2 separate regions of the Sus scrofa genome follow, and region 2 is linked to region 1. Evidence: chromatin contacts called from public HiChIP or PLAC-seq data. All regions are on one chromosome and are shown on one strand. Each heading gives the region's core, a stretch centred on a gene start, on an enhancer-like site or on the middle of the called end of the contact. The rest is flanking DNA. Distances are from core to core; before and after follow the strand shown. Region 1 has its middle 300 kb from the start of SLC7A11. Region 2 has its middle 160 kb from the start of SLC7A11.

Region 1 (5,577 bases), core at 1,355-3,854:
GAAAGTGTGACTTATGTATGTTTCAGCCTTGATGGAATCAAGCTTTTGTCCATTTATTGTCCTACTCAAGATACTTATCAGACACTTATCCTAAAACAACTCATGATTCCTTAAGGACAAGCATTTCCCAGCTTGCATCAGAATCAATCACATTTCTCACTGGGCAACTTTAACAACCTTGTGATTTTGTATTTATTAGCTCCTGATTCTTTCTCTTCTGTGGAACACTTTTTTGGTTTTATCCAAATCTTTCCCTCCCAAATTGCAATTCTTAAGACTCCAAATAAAGCTCTTTGTTCTTTGCAGCCTCCATACTGATTATTGTTTGACATTACAACTAGAGATAAGTCTTTCATTAAGAATCTACTATAACAGGTTATTGGTGGAAATGTAAATTGATGCAACCACTATGGAAAAGAGTATGGAGGTTCTTCAAAAAACTAAAAATGAACTAATATGATCCAGAAATCCCACCTGTGGTCATCTATCCAGAGAAAAGCATAATTTAAAAAGACCTGTACCCCAATGTTCATTGCAATACTGTTTATAATAACCAAGACATGGAGGTAACATAAATGTCCATTGATATAGGAATAGATAAAGAAGATGTGGTACATACACACAATGGAATATTACTTAGCTATAAAAAGGAAATAATGCCATTTGCAGCAACATGGATGGACCTAGAGATTACCATGCTAAATGAAGTTGGCCAGTGAAAGACAAACACTGTATGATATCACTTATATGTGGAATCTAAAAAAAAAGGATACAAATGAACTTGTTTGCAGAACAGAAACAGACTTGCAGACTTTTTTTACCAAAAGAGACAGGTTGGGGGGAAGAGATGAACTGAGGGCTCAAGATTGGCATATGCACACAGTGGTGTATAGAATGATTGGCCAATGGGGACCTACTGTATAGCACAGGGAACTCTACTCAATATTCTATAATAATCTATATGGGGAAAGAATCTGAAAAAAAAGGATGTGTGTATATGTATAACTGAAACATTCTGTTGTCAGAAGAAATTATCACATTATAAATCAACTATACTTCGATAAAACTTTTTTTAAAAGAATCTACTATAACAGGGTATTGAAAAACATCTTGCATTTTGCTTTTATCTGCTACAGATTCATCAGGAAAAAATGAAATGTATCCCTCTGTTCCCCAGGAGAATAGTGAGTCATTTAATTTCCTCCTAATATTTGGGTTTTCCCTGACCTCAGGGGAAAGGAGGATGTCTTTTCAGTGTGAGAGTTGAAATTCAGGTTTAAGACTAGTCTTCACCTTTGTAGAAAATCCCTAGGTAGATATTTCATTTTCCAATTTCTATTTGAAAGTTTCTCAAACTCAAGACATGTTTTGTTTTGGGTTTTTTTTTGGCATATCTTTAGTGGCATTTATTTCAAAACTTCTGAATTAGCAGCAGTAGAGAGAAATAAACAAGAATATCTAACAAAACTCAAGTTTTTAGCAATGAGCTAACCAGCACTTGGGGAGCCCAACTTTCCGTTGGAACAGGGCTTCCTTCTCTCAGGAAGGCAACTCCAACTTCTTATGATTTTGCCAGGTAACATCTGGTATTTCCAAACAACTCCCTGCATAGATGGTGTTTACTCCACATTGCTTATTGCCTAAGCTCAAAACTCTATTCCCTACACCCAGATGGTTTTTCACACATGCATTACTAGAAATAATAATAGTAGCAAGTGTGCACAGTTCTTCCAAAGGAAGTTGAGGTCTAGCAGCTTCATGTGACCCAGCCCACTCCCCTGTGGGATGATGAAAGGGCAGGGAACTACCTGCCTATTGTCTTGACCCTCAGCTTTGTAAATTATCCCCCAAAAAGTTTATTTCTTAATCCCCTCCTTGTAACACTGCAGTATTTCTCTTCATATCTTGCTATAGCTTCCCATTGTCAGTGCTGAAAAATTTAGAGGTTTTACATGAAAATCTGAATTACCAATGTATCTTAAAATAGCTTATAGTCCCAGTTGGAAGCAAACAGCTAAAGTAGAGAAGCCAGTGCCCCACTATTTCTTGAATTCAAGCTTTAGCTGTCATTTAGCATCACGTTGGCTCTGTGATTTACCTGACTGTAGAATAAAAGGAATGTGAAATATTTCTTGGACTTACAGCTCCACCCTATACTTATCCACCCAACACTCATTTAAATACCTGTCTGGTCCCTGTAGAGATGTGAGTATTCCAATGCTGATCTAAGTCCACTAAGAGATTTGACCACATTGTCAAATGGGGAAATGAAGGAGATCATGTGTTTCAAGTGCAGGTGAAGGAACCAACATGAGGAATGGGAAATGGAAGAAGACTCATGGTTTCTGAAAGGGGAACCTCTGAATTGTGAAAAAAAAAAAAAAAAAAAAAAAAAAAAAAAACAACAAGAAAAAAAACACTCAGCAGCTGAGTTTCCCTGAACAGCAATTCCAGAGAGACAGTAGAGGATCAGCCTTCCACAGGGCTTTATATACAACCAGGAGAGATGGCCAGAAGACATCTGGTCAGAACCACAGAAGTTGTATGTAATTATATATAACCCAAAATAATGGTTGTGACCCAAAATAAGGGATGACTAACAAATGACTAATAATATTGAGTTCCTCACCCAGAGTGGTAAGGCTTAAATGATACTTAATCATGACTTAAATGAGTATAGACTTGCAAAACCAGGATCCTTGTGCTAGATATCTACTTTTAGCCCCTCCAAAGCCACTCTCCTATTTCCACCATCTTGGTCTCTGCTCCCAGGCAGCTGACTTGTGATGACATCAAAATCCTCTGGCTTCAGTAGAGTTCAGTGAATGGAAACCCCAGGCGGTTCTGTGAAGAAAAGTAAAGGCTCCCTCCCTGCAAGTTTGATTCAAGATGGAAATCCCCCTGAAAATGTTACTGCTCTTCCCCAGGAAACTAAGGCTCTGCAAGTTCTGTGAGCTCAGGGGTAGTAACACCTCCACTTCTGCCATACCACCACTCCCTGTGGTTCCCTTATACCATGCCTTTTTAAATAGAGACTCTGAGAATAAACTTTCATTAAATTAACCCATTTAGAGTATGTCATCTGTTTCCCGCTGGGACCCTGACTGATATAACCCCACTGTAGTAGAACAGTTTACATCTGCCACATTGGAAAAAGCAGCATTATGGTAATGGTGATTGGATCAGAACCCACCTATCAAATGGGATTGCTTACAGATCCAGAATGAAAAATAACTTCACCAGAGATCACAGAGTTTCATAACCAGACGCATACTTGCTTACGATGGAAAAAAAAAAATTCCAAGTTATACTGAAGTCAAATCTGCCCCTGTTATATTTAAATTAAGCATTGAAATCAAAACATAGAACTCTATTCAATAAAAGCCTAAAGAGGCAGTTGACAACTGAGGGAGAAAAAGAGAGAAATGGAAAAAGAGGTATTTTAAAGAGAAAGAAAAAACCCACAGAACTACAAAGAAGGAGAGATACAAAGAATATGACAGATAGAAGCTGGGCCTTCTAGCACATGAGGCCAGGGATTCTCTGGATGTGACTAGTGAGAGGCTTCTAAATAGTAGCCATTCGCTGAAGGTGAAACATGGTCTGCAGTACACAGACCTCCCATTCCAGCAGATCCTGCACACTTTAAAACCCTTGAGCAGGTTATGCTGAATATGGGGTACAAAGGAGGGTCCAGAAAAGGGTCTTCCAATATTCACCTGGAAGAGGGAAGTAAGAGAAGAGATATCTCCCCATTTATGACCTGAACTATTTGACAGGGGTCCAGGAACTTTCCCTGCTTTATGCTCAAAGAGCATGTCTATGGCATAAGAAGAGCAAACCCAGGAGTTCCCGTCGTGGTGCAGTGGTTAACAAATCCGACTAGGAACCAAGAGGGTGCGGGTTCAGTCCCTGCCCTTGCTCAGTGGGTTAACCATCCAGCGTTGCCGTGAACTGTGGTGTAGATTGCAGATGCGGCTCAGATCCCAAGTTGCTGTGGCTCTGGTGTAGGCTGGTGGCTGCGGCTCCAATTAGACCCCTAGCCTGGGAACCTCCATATGCTGCAGGAGCGGCCCAAGAAATAGCAAAAAAAAAAAAAAGAAGAAGAAGAGCAAACCCAGGCTTCACTCTGGATATCTGTCTGGATCTCTTTCCTCCACAGTGCTTACAAGCCGTGGCTCTACAACTGTCCTTGTTCTGTCGCACTGAGGGCAGCATAGGAAATCTTTAAGGTCGGGTCAGCTCTTGCGGTGGAAATGTTCATAAATTGTAAGGGGGCAGTATGGAAGCTCAAGTTGTAATTGTGTGAGGAACTTGCTTTGTGTGAAGGTTTGAAAAATACCTGGTATAAGATAGAGTCACATGAAGGTCAACAGCCTGGTCACCCTGAGAGTAGAGGGTGGAGCATCTGAGTTACTGTATTAGCATACAGTTTGGGCATTCTTCATGACAGCTGGCCAGCGGCTGGCAGACAGGGATAATATGCAGGCTTGGAACTGCAGCATCTTCCATAGGATCTTTCACAATCTAGACAGGATTTGCCATCAATGTTCACAGACGAAATACTCAGCGGGACTATGGAGTCTGCTCTCCTATCTGGCCCAGCCCTCAGGTTCCAAACTTCACACAGAATTTACAACATTTTTCCAGAATTTAAATGTATGCAACTGAATATGGATCACAGACATCACATTAGTGCTGATGTTAAAGGGTAAAAGAACCCAACTTCCATGCTGCTTAACATAAAGCCTCCTGGAACTGGTTCAGGGGCTAGGATTGACTCAGGAAAAGATCCAGAACTTGAGCAAAGCATTTATCCATCACTGGCTGAGCACTGCCCCAGGAAATGCTAGCTCTCCAACATTCCCACATCAGGGCCCTCTTCTGTGTCCCAGACTGTGTCACAGAACAAGCCCTAGGGCCAAAAGTAAACTTCACACAAGGCATGCCGGAGGCCTGATACCTCCAGCACAATGTGAGGCAAAACCTGCACAGATCACAACTAGTTCTTCTAGCTATAGCTGAAATCAGATGTGAGCCCAAAAGGATGTGAAGCAAAGTAGAAGGGGTGTCTTATACGCCAGGTACCTTGGGAAACAGAATTCATAACTGAGAGTGTGCTTAATGAACATGGAATTAGAGCAGAAAGACTCAAATGCTCTTGCGGTATATTTGGTCCCAGCTGCAATAGATCTTGACAAATTGGATTTGCTTCAGCATAATATATATCTTTCTGAAAACCAGGATATTTTTGTCCATAAAATACAGTTTTTCCTTTATCGATTGCTAGATAATCCCACATTTTGACTATATCAACTCTGCTTTTTTATAGTCTTATTTTTTGTATTGTCATTTAATTTTTAATAGATGATATATTCCAAAATCAAAAGGTCTGAAAGTAGTTTTGGAAAACTGTTTAGCAGTTTCTCCTAAACTGAATATCCCCACACCCGGTTCCTCCAATACAGACGTTTCCAATGAGAGTGCACACATATTACCAACACACCTGTTACCAAAAGATACCCATGAGAATGTTCATCACAGCACTATTCATGAGACCTCTGTCAAAATCAAGCA
Region 2 (5,577 bases), core at 2,242-4,741, 150 kb before region 1:
TTCACTAACTCCAATATTAATTTATTATCCACTCAACAACTTAAGTATTGTCACAAATCATGAAAGGCCATTATGAACACATAGGCAAGAGATCTTGCTCTACACTAAAGAATACCGTCCATTAGAATTTTCTGCAATGTTGCAAATCTAACAGAGTTAGATGTCCAATATGGTAGCCATTAGCACAGGTAGTTATGGAGAACATGTGATATAGCTACTGTGATTGAAGAACTGAAGATTTTATATTTTAATTGCTTTAAACTTAAATAGTCACATGTGACTAATAACTACATTAGCCAGGAACACTGTAGAGAGTAAACAAAGTATGTGGACAAGTAATCAACTGTTATCTATGAAAACATGCATCAGTCTGCACAGGGAAAAACAAAAAATCTTATTCTTCTTTGATCTATTTAGTTCCATCACCACCACTTTTTTGGGTCTCTAAGGTCACCTGTTGGGTTTCTGAAAGTTGGTAAATACAAAGCTAGGGTAGAAAATCTCATTAAATCAGAATATTGCAGGTGGTAGAAAACATTTAAACATGGCCACTTATGTAAGCACCCCATGTTTGTAAAGGGGTCACATATTACATTATGCAGCCCACTCATGTGGAGATAGCAACCAAGTTTACCAAAACTGTGAATAACAACAGATATGTAGCTTAGAGAGAGAAGTATAAACTTGACTTAATGGGAGTTTTCAGACCAATGGGAGAGTTCAAGAATCAACTGTTCTTAGCTTTGGGCTTATAGTCCAAAAAAAAAAAAATAGATGAAAGTTCTATCAAGAAAATACAGATCTTATGCAAAGAGCTTTCTTCAAACTTCAACATTAGGCAATAGAATGGGTTTGCAAAGAACGACTATGCAATCTCTAACTCAGGAAACTGTCATATATGCCATGTGGCTTAACTCACTGGTGTCATTCACTATATACTATTTCTAGAATTATGTGTTTTATTTCAGCTGATTAAGTTTAGCTGAGTTTCTTACATAACGGTCTTGCTGTTTCTTTTCCAGACTTTCAACTCCCACATAGTCTAGTGTGGAAGTATAATTATTTCCTTAAAAGTAAATGCTCCGTTAAGGTTAATATGTTCAGTTAAAGTTAATAAGCTCTTGTATATGTTATTATTAAGGTCACTGTCTAGTTGTAAAAGGTAACAATGTAGTTGGCACTGTATTGAGGTACCAACGATGCAATTCTTAACCTGAGGGCATAAATCTAAAATTTAGCCGAATGAAAGGTAACAAGATAGCTACAATTTGATTATTCAGAACTTTTATTGGTAGCTAAGCTCTAGGGAGAAAATGAGTTTTTAGAAGAATTATGGAAGAGTATGCAATGACATTAATTTCAATTTTTAAAAATTAGGGAACATAAAAGAAATAAGAAAACAAATTGATATATTGGGCAATAATTCTGAGAGAGTAATAAACTTGGAATGTATTCATTAGCAGTCAACAATATGTTTAGGGGATTAATTATTAATGATGTTGCAGAGAGTCAAATCCTGCTATGGGCTGTAATTATTAAATGTGGTTTTGATGAGCAACAATTATGTGAGCACAACATTCCTTTTCAGAGTTTGTTCTGTTTTGTCTTAGGCTTTCATTATTCACGGTTTGCTGCAAATAAGAACTGTAATATGATACTACAATGCAAAACCTTGGGGTGGTCCCCTGTGCCACCAGATTTCTACCAACACTTACTCTCTACTCTCAGCAATCAGAGAATCTTTAAGAAATGTTTTTACCCTATAACATCACCGCCAACCCAGGGAACAAGCAAAATGGAAGCATCAAAATGAGGTAATGCAGGAGGAAGAGAAAGAGTTTCAGGTGGTTAACAAAAGGATGATGGATTTGAGGGCAGCAGGTGATGAAAGATTAAAAAACCTGAGACAAAGAAAGAGTTAGGAGGGTTGAGACTTCAGGAACCCTGCTTTCCTGTCTCCAGTTCTTAATCTGGCTGAAGGTATGGGCAGCCATGATTGTTAGGACTTGTAACAGATGACAACCTGCAGTCAACAGATCATCAACTACCTCCTACCACCAGTGTGACAAAGACCACAAGAAGGTCTGGGCTGAAAATCAGATCACCCAGCCTCTAGATAGCTGGTAAGGCTGCCATTATCAGATTTGCACTAGGGCTGCTGGACACTTTTTATGGCAGATGCCACTGGGTAGGAACATGGGTTCTGGAGTCAGACTGCCTTGGTTCAAGCTTCACACCACTAACCAGCTGTGTGAACTTAGCAGGTTAATTATGCTCAGTTAGGCCTGGGTTCCCCCAACTGTGAATGAGGACACAATGATACTGACCTGGTAGCCCGCCCAGGAAACTACAGAAGAGTGCCTGGCTTATAATAAGCACTCAAAAATATTACTTAGGATTATTTGTAGCTTTCCTACTGTGTTATAATATAGTTTAACTATATTTTCATAACAAACAAAATTATTGATATTTAACAGCTACTTAACAGATAGACATGGTGGTTTTAGTGGCTGGGAATCTCATTAAATAGGTTCCTAATAGTCAGCTGATATTTAGTGAGCATATTAGTGGCCTTATTGCTTTTAAATTAAGCTCTTATTTCAACCATTTAATTTCTGTTTATAACATACTTCCAGCCTTTTTACAAAAAAAGAAAAAACATATAAAACTTCTCTTATAAAAGAATAATGATATCTATTGATCTGTTTTCTTCCTTGTTTTTATTGACTACTTAAATCCTTAGAAGCATTTGGGCAAAGATACTTTGAGCTGTTCAATCCTGCTAGGTCGTATGCTGTTGTGAAATTATTTTCTGCCCAACCACAAATACAATATACTTGTATAACTTCCTCTTTTACATTTCCAGTTTCTGATTCACAGACAATCACATGCAGATTCTCTTTATTTGGCAACACAACTTCTATCTTTATGTTCTTCTTTCTTTTCCCGGATGTCTTTTCCCATTGTGATGACTTCAATCCCATCATTTCTATACCTGTCTACTTGCAATATCAATATTATCTTAATACTGTGTTTATCTGTACTTTCTTCTACCCCATACATCCTGTCAGTATAAACTTTTTCCCCTAGATTGACTAACCAGCCTGGTTTAACGTACTGTTTATTTGTCCGTCTTCGGTTGAATATTACACATTTATCAGGCACTGAATAAAATGCATGGCTTGTGCCAAAGTAATAAAGGATCATATTCTACTAGAAAAAGACACATGTACTAATCATACAGCCAAGAGCAAGCTGACCCTGCTTGAGATCTTGCAGCAAAGTGCAGAAACTCACAAAGCTCTCACAAAAGAGTCAACAATAAACATCTATTAGGTTGTCAGCTGTAAACACCTGCCAAGATGCTGCATCACCGCATGAGGAGCCGTGAAATAATGTCCTCACTGTCTTTTTTTACCTCTTCTTCTTCTTCACTCCCAACCCTTGAAGAGTCAGAAACTTCTATGGGTGAGTCAGAGAAGAAAGGAGAAGAAGATTAGGTAATAAATCTCTCCAACCCCCACTTCAAATCCAGGCTTCCATCTGAGCTGCTAGACAGGAAGAAGCCTCAACATTAACACCAAACAAAAGTTTTTATTATGACATGCAACTGACAGTAAAATTGCTAAACTCAGACAGTTGTCTATGATCTGAAGTTACCAGAAAACCATATTTCCCAAGAGTTATGAGAAAAGCCATGGAGCCTGCCTAACTTTTCGTACAGGGATGGGAAAGTCTCATTCCACAGACCATGTTTAAAAGGATAGAGGGAGGCCAAGTCAAGACTGCTTTCTGGCTGGAGGATGCAAGTCATAGCAGTTCAATGTGGCAGTTGCTTTTTAAGAGAAAATGGTGGACTTCCCAGTGTGGCTTAGTGATAATGAACCTGACTAGTAACCATGAGGACTCAGGTTTGATCCCTTGCCCAGTTCAATGGGTTAAGGATCAGGTGTCACTGCGAGTTGTGGTGCAGGTCACAAACCAGACTCAGCTTGGATCTGGCATTGCTGTGGCTGTGGTGTAGGGCTGTGGCTGCAACTCAAATTCAACCCTTAAGCTTGAGGACTTCCATATGCCGCACTACAGAGCTTAAAAAAGAAAAAAAAAAGAGAGAGAATGGTGATACCAGGGGCCAAAATTGCTTCCCCAGGAAAGGATATGCAAAGGAAAGGGGCAGAGCGTAACTCAGCAAATTGTCTTGAAACAGGGAAGCCATCCTGAAAAGGAACCATGTCAGTTGTCACCACTGGGTCAAGGACTGCTAGTCACTCCTTCATGTCTGATCTATACCTAGGGACATAGGAAGTCACCAGACTTCAAATAGCTCCATTTTCCTGAGCTGCTGAGAAGGAATCATCTAACATGCCTCTCCCTTGCCTTCCAGGAAGGTAAAGATTCTCGTGAAGAATTATTATAATTATCCTTTTAAATAATAACTTAGGCATTAATGGAAACATTAGTCTTCTGCATGATAATATTGCCATCACTTAAAGACACAACTTATGACAGCAAAACCGCCCAGAGAAGAGGCTCTAAATCAATGCAAAATAACAAAAGGATAGAAAACATATCCCTGGAGACATACCAAGAACTGCACATTGTTTTGCATTTATTAAAATGCAGATGTAAGCATGAGGCATAAAATTACAATATTAAACCAAGAACTTAAATTATAGAGTATCATATAAGATTATAACTTTGCTTTCCTTTAGGGAAACAATGGGGGCAGGAAATGTCATTTTGAGACTATTCACTAGTGATTTGAAGGTGTCTAGCACAATATTTGGCCTTATTTTTTTTTTCTTTTTATGGCCATGGCACATGGAAGTTCCTAGGCTAGGGGTTGAACTGGGGCTGCAGCCGAGGCCTATGCCACAGCCATGAGCCATGACAACACCAGATCCAAGCAGCATCTGCAACCTACACCACAGCTTATGGCAATGCCAGAACCTTAACCCACTGAGTGAGGCCAGGGATTGACCCTACATCCCATGGATATTAGTCAGGTTCTTAACCCACTGAGCCACAACAGCAAATCCATGGCATTTATTTTTTAATGAATAAAAAAGGACAAAAGGATCTCCTATCATTCAAGAAAAAGAATTAGACCCTGCATGTTTTGAAATAATATCCAAAATCCAAAATTACATTTTAACTCCTCAAAATAGCCCAGGTGGGCACCTTATTCCACAGAGGTTAAGACCTCAATGTCTGTTTTACTCCAATGAAACAGGTAATCTACTTTTAAAAATTATCTAATGTGTGCATAAGATATATGAGCATTTGCTTCGTTTATTTTAAATAGACACTTCCTAACTGACTGTATCTTATTTCTTAGGCCTTAAAGAACCACACCCTAGAGGCAGTACACTATAGGGAACTATTTTGGGGGGCGAAGAGCCTTAATGTGAATTAGAACTCTTGCTCCATCACATTTCAGACATGCCCCAGCTTGTGTAGCTTTCAAAAGCTTTAATAATAGCAATTCCATTTAATTTGTAAGTTCCTAAGAAGATACGACAAGACGGTGAACATGAAATTGTATGAAGATTTATAAAGTAATATAAAATAGTGATG

What was found. HiChIP or PLAC-seq counts read pairs in DNA pulled down with a chosen protein or histone mark.
Region 2: a contact with region 1 is called in an H3K27ac HiChIP or PLAC-seq map of alveolar macrophages. The contact joins two enhancer-like sites. A contact is called at or near these places in 1 of 47 Hi-C or Micro-C datasets (epiblast stem cells) and 1 of 2 datasets of contacts at active chromatin or transcription factors (alveolar macrophages).

The regions. Positions count from the first base shown.
Region 1 is chr8:88,300,993-88,306,569 of Sscrofa11.1, reverse strand. No RefSeq gene overlaps it. Among named protein-coding and RNA genes, the nearest start is that of SLC7A11, 300 kb to the left of the region's middle. Within about 2 kb of position 2,604, at least 1 of the 83 cell types and tissues checked has an H3K27ac peak or open chromatin away from gene starts, as enhancers often do. A contact at or near this core is called in alveolar macrophages, where this site is marked.
Region 2 is chr8:88,449,020-88,454,596 of Sscrofa11.1, reverse strand. No RefSeq gene overlaps it. Among named protein-coding and RNA genes, the nearest start is that of SLC7A11, 160 kb to the left of the region's middle. Within about 2 kb of position 3,491, at least 3 of the 83 cell types and tissues checked have an H3K27ac peak or open chromatin away from gene starts, as enhancers often do. A contact at or near this core is called in alveolar macrophages, where this site is marked.